Linked DNA regions of Macaca mulatta: region 1 is linked to region 2. Evidence: chromatin contacts called from public Hi-C data. All regions are on one chromosome and are shown on one strand. The core of a region is the stretch at or near the end of the contact, and the rest is flanking DNA. Distances in the headings are between cores, read along the strand shown.

The links. Hi-C and Micro-C count contacts between places; a contact is called where the count stands out from the background.
Region 1: a contact with region 2 is called in a Hi-C map of CD4 T cells, with 3 times the contacts expected there. The contact joins the promoter of RPL22 here to the promoter of ICMT in region 2. A contact is called at or near these places in 3 of 14 Hi-C or Micro-C datasets (CD4 T cells, fetal cortical plate and liver).

The regions. Positions count from the first base shown.
Region 1 is chr1:234,594,220-234,596,999 of T2T-MMU8v2.0, reverse strand. It overlaps RPL22 (ribosomal protein L22), which reads right to left and starts at 1,332. Exons shown (of 4, transcript NM_001193564.1): 1 at 1,300-1,332. The coding sequence starts at 1,311. The region is part of intron 1 of CHD5 (chromodomain helicase DNA binding protein 5); the gene reads right to left.
Region 2 is chr1:234,556,658-234,559,456 of T2T-MMU8v2.0, reverse strand. ICMT (isoprenylcysteine carboxyl methyltransferase) reads right to left here and starts at 1,478. Exons shown (of 6, transcript XM_077978015.1): 1 at 1,259-1,478; 2 at 430-518. The coding sequence starts at 1,453. All of the region lies in intron 1 of CHD5 (chromodomain helicase DNA binding protein 5), which reads right to left. It also overlaps a transcript of RPL22 not described here.

The DNA of each region.
Region 1 (2,780 bases), core at 83-2,582, 38 kb before region 2:
CTTTTCATGAAGGGAGTTGCAAAGTATTCTAGCTGCCTGTCCACTCCAGCTCGGACAAGGTTAAGGCTAAAACCTAGAATCTTATTACAACACTACCGTCAAGAACTTCTGACATTTTGATGCATTTAGTCTATGCATTAGTACTTCCAAACCACCCGGCAAAGCACATCCTACAAGGTTCCAGTTTCTTCACTTATGAAGAGGCTTGTGTTAATCTCATCCCTCTACAAACTTGACACCATTAACGCACTTGTGCATCGTACCAACCTGTACTTTCACGTTTAAAAGCTTTGCAGAACTAAATAGACCTTTCCAAGAACACATCTTACCTTCCTTCCTTTATGTTTAAAAGAACTTCATCTAAAACTTGTGTTAACTGGATCAACTTTTCAAACATTTGGCCACTACAAAAATCACTGATTTATTTTTTTACGTCTCTTCCCAGTAACAATCTAAGAGGGATGCTTTAAGATCTATTCCGAACATACACAATCAATCAAGAGACCTACCCACAATGGGCTTGATACTTTTCCATCAAGGTTTTAAACCAAAATGCATTTAAAGGCCCAACCAGACAGAAAGAGCAGAAGAACCGGAAATGTTAACCAGGGAGTCCCAACGAAAGAGAAAAAGTAGGATCTTGGGACATAGAACATGGAAAAACAACTTTCTCAAATAACCTAGGAGGGCGCCGCACAGCCCAGTCCCAGCCTAGCTACAGGAGAATGGAATGAGAGCCTTCGCCCTACACCACCCGTAGCACCCGTTCGAGTCTGTGCAGTGCGCCCTGATAAACTAATTTCCTCTGGGGACTCTAAAAAGCTCCTCAAATCCGGGCCTCCTCTCCGAAAGCAGGCCGACCAAGCCGCCCTTCCGCGGATTCGTCCCTGAGTCTTGGCCGTGCACTTCCGAATGCGCGGCTCCCCAGGGTAGCAGGTCCCGTTCTTCTTCCTCGCCCTCCACCCAGGTAATCAGGCCCCGGGCCGGGGTCCAAGAACCAGTGGCCGGCCCAGCCCGCAGTCTCCAGGCTCCAGCTCCCCGCTGGCCCCTAGCTGGGGCCCGAGCCCGAGCCCCGGCCTCCGAAACCTCCGGATCTCCCTCACGGGCCTCGGGCCGCGGCCTCCTCCGCCTACAACGTGCTGGGATCGGCAGGGGCTCTGGCCCGCTCCGGTCGACCTGCCAGCCCACCCCAGCAGGACGCTGCAGGGCGCCGTCCCCAGCAAGCCTGGGTAGATGCCGGGCTCGGCGAGGCCCACGTGCCTCCCCTGGAGCCGAGGCCTCACGCGGAGCCATACTAACCACTGGAGCCATGGCCGCAGCGGAGTTAGAAAGGGAGGTGAGCGAACTACGCAGACGCAAAGAGCCCGCAGCGCGCAAGGCACGCAGGGTCCAGGCCGCACTAATCGCTTTACCACGCCCCTCGTCCGCCACCATCTCTCTTGGTTATGTACGATAGGGGAGCGATTGGTTTTCCCTGAATGCAAAACGCGTCCTCTCCCAGGCCTGGAGGGTTTCGGGGGAAGGAAGGAGGCCGGGCGGGCTGTCCCACTGCGAATGATCGTAGGGGGGAAGCCAGACTGGACGAGCCCAAAAACAAATAAAGGGATTGGCTTTACTTTTTGAAAGTCTTGGGAAGAAAAAAGAAATAAGGAAATTCACTATACTGTAAATTACCAGCTAGTGGGATGGGAATCGAATCTACTAACTTGAGGAAGTGGGGAAATTCCTTCTGGCCACAGGGAAATTTCGTTCAGAGGTCCCAATGCCAGACCACCATGGCTTCCTCCTACTTAAAAAGCTCCAGTTTGGAAGTTCATGCCTAGGGGCTGTCTCTCAGCGCCTGTCCTTCTTGCTGCCGCCAAGCCGCCCACCCGCTGATCACCACCCCCTAGTTTCCTAGCCCAAGCCTTCTAGTTTCCCATCCCAAACCAATATGTAGTTGAGGACCACCGGGAGATCTGGAAAATGCAGATTCCAATTCCAGCGGTCTCAGTGGCCTGAAATTCTGCATTTCTCACAAGCTCTCAGACGACGCTGATGCTGTGAGTCCATGGACCGCATGTGGAGAAGCAAAGGTCCTCATCCCCAGGCCCGCAGGTCCCTTGAACTGGGCTACTTTGCACCCACTCACCCCCTGCGTCCTCATGGAATTATATTCCAGGATCCTGAATTGTCAATCACTCAGTGGCACACACTCTCCACTCTCTTTACCTGGCTTCAGTGTACTCACCTAGCAAAAGTCCAGTCACTGGAGGAGACACTGTGCTGATGGGTCTAGCTTTCAACTCAGGCCTCTGGGGCCGGTTGACCAAGCTCCAAAGCCACGTGTTGTTTTTGGCTCTACAATGCCCAGGCTGGGCCCCTGCAAACACTTCTGCTTTCCAGCTGATCCTGGTTTGGCTCTATCAATAGGGGGCTTTGCTTCCTGCTTGTTCCTATCCTGTCTGGTGTCACCCACTCTTGCTTCTTGATCCTGGAGGTGGCAGTTGGAACATTTGGAAGCAGCAGTGGAATCCAGTCTGCACTTACTCCAACATGTGCAGAATCAGCCTTGTTTTCTTCTCCTCAGAGACACCAGCCCTAGCGAAGCAGCACCCTCTCCTCAGATGTCTGGTTTCACCTCCCCGTCCCCCTCCTCAGGCATCTACATTTTACTAATACCACCCTACGAGGGGCAGCTACTTCCTGCAGTTGCTACTGTTGGTATTATACCCCGTCAGTTACCTAAACACATCTTTATACCTAGGTAACAATCCTTTATATTAAATTATCTCAGTTAA
Region 2 (2,799 bases), core at 229-2,728:
CTGAAATCATAGTGTAGGGAAAAATCCTACAATGGCTGTGGGGATGCACTAGATGTGACCTAATAGAAATTAGAGATGAAAAAGGCCTATGAAGACAAGCCAGAGCCCTGCCCCTGCCCGCCACCGAGGACCTGCACCCCTTCCGGGAAGGGCTGCTCATGTTACTGAATGCTGTCACCACAGCTGCTGATGACAGCGCCTTTGGGGGTGCCAGGGAGATCTGCTTCTGCCTGATTCACAACCAACCCACAGGCACGAAATCACAAGGGCTGAAATGTGAGCAACTAGGGGGAAGCCAGACTTGTTTCCAGAGAACCCTGAACAGCCTTCTGCCGGTCACAGATGAGACAGGGATGAGGAAATGCCACTACTGACCCTCTGATCTGTCCACCCTCGCCTGAAAACCAATATTCCAAAAGGAATTCTTACCAGCCAAAGTGACTCCAAGAAGACTGGCTAAAACTTAGCAGCATGCCGCAGCCGAACACAAACCCCAGGAAACAAGCTCGGATGGCTATCTGAAAGGAACCAAAAGCAGCTCAGTCACTCGCAGTCCTCAGAGTACAGATCTGGGCTGCTGACCTTCCCAGAATAGGCAGGCCACAGGCAAGCAGATAGAGCCGATTTGCTGAGATTGAAAGGGAGAAGTGGGCGACCTGGGTTCAAATTCTGCACCCACTTCTCTCTGGCTGTGTGGCCTCCCAAGTTATTTAACCTCTCTGGGCTTGCTTCCCCATCTACACCCAGGGGATAACAGTACCTACCATTTAGGACTGTGGTTAGAATCACACACGTAAAACACTTAAGACTAACTGCTACCTAAATTTTAGCTGCCACTATTATTATTATTCACGATGATTATTCACGGCTGTAGGAAAACTGCTTAAGCCTAGTTTATGAGGTCTGGGCACCCGAGCCCGTGCGCCCAGCTCCACCCACGTCACTGCGGGGCCTTTGACCTGAGACAGGGCAGCAGGTAGGTCTCTGCACCTTAAGTTACATAAAAGCACTCGCGGGCTCGCTCACTCCCACCCCACGCGCACCAGCTGAGCTGCACGAGCTGCAATTTAACACCCACTCTTCGGGTGCAGGGCGCCCGAGCCCGGAGAGGGAGGGTCCCTTCCTGAGACCTAAACTCGTGGGTGAAGAGCGCGCGCGTGGGAGGCTGCTGCGGGCCCGGGGAGAAAGGTGCCCACGCGCCGCGCCAAGCGGACCCCCGCCCGCCCCACAGGCCCCACCGGCCCCCGCCGGCCTGCACCTGGTAGCGAGGCGGCCGATAGAGCAGCAGCAGCAGCGCGTTGAGCCCGGCCACGTAGAGCGCCAACCCGGTGCGGCCCTGCAAGCCGGCGCGCGTGAGGAGCGGCAGCGCGAGCACCGAGGCGCCCAGCAGGAAGGTAGCGAGGCTGAGACGCGCCTCGGAGCCTGGCGGAGCCCGCGCCGCGCAGCCCGCCATGGCGCAGGGCGGCGGACGAGCAGGCGGCGGCGACGGCTGTAGCCCGGGGAAACGCGCCGGCCGCGCCTGCGCACTGCGCCGCCGACGCCGGCCCGGGAAGGGCAGCTGCCCGGAGCTGCGCGCCGCCTGCCAGTTCTCGCGAGAACTCGGGCCCACCCCGTTGGTGGCCCGAATTTGGCGGTAGTGCCCCGCCCCGCCCCGCCCCTCGGGGACATCCGGGCTCTGAGCCCGACTCTGTGCCGGGCTGGGGCCGGGCTGGGGTGAGAGAAGTCGTTCCCTTCCTCTGCCCAAACTTAGTCCCAAACTCAGGAGGTTCTTGTCCCAAGAAGCAATGTAAAGTTTGAAACGAGCCGGGCGCAGTGGCTCACGCCTGTAATCCCAGCACTTTGGGAGCCTGAGGCGGGCGAATCACTTGAAGTTTGGAGTTCGAGACCAACCTGGCCAACATGGGGAAACGCCGTCTCTGCTAAAAATACACAAATTAGCTGGGCGTGGTGGCGCACGCCTTTAATCCCAGCTACTTGGTGGGGCTGAGGCAGGATAATTGCTTGAACCGGCGAGACGGAGGTTACAGTGAGCCGAGATTGTGCCACTGCACTCCAGCCTGGGTGAGAGTGACACTCCAGCTCAAAAAAAAGAAAAAGTTTGAAACGGCCGCACCCTCGCCGTCCCTGCGTGGTCCCCGAAAACCAGACGCCTTGGGGCGTGGGTTCGGCCGAGTGCGGCAATCTCCCTCCCTCCCTCTAAGGGTCCCTAGAAAGCGGCCTGGACAACTGCACCTGGGCATCCATGCGACGGGACCACCGCCCGCTGAAATTCCTGTTGTGGAACAAGGCTGGACGGTGATGGCAATGCTCAGGATATATTAGGTTTTTGTTTTTTGTTTTTTTGAGATGGAGTCTTGCTCTGTTGCCCAGGCTGGAGTGCAGTGCGCAATCTCGGCTCACTGCAAGCTCCTCCTCCCGGGTTCACGCCATTCACCTGTCTCAGCCTCCGGAGTAACTGGGACTACAGGTGCCCGCCACCCCGCCCGGTTAATTTGTATTTTTAGTAGAGACGGGGTTTCACCGTGTTAGCCAGGATGGTCTTGATCTCCTGACCTCGTGATCTGCCCGCCTTGGCCTCCCAAAGTGCTGAGATTACAGGCGTGAGCCACTGCTCCCGGTCTATATTAGGTTTATAAATAGCAGGAGGCAAAGCTATTCGGTGTGATCCTGACTTCACTTGGGGGAAAAGGGCAGGTATCTGAGCCTGGGAAAATGATCGAGCTATAAGCCAAAATGATATAACGCCGATTATATATGTACCTTTTTTTTTTTTTTTCCTTTTTTTCTTTTTTAGGCACA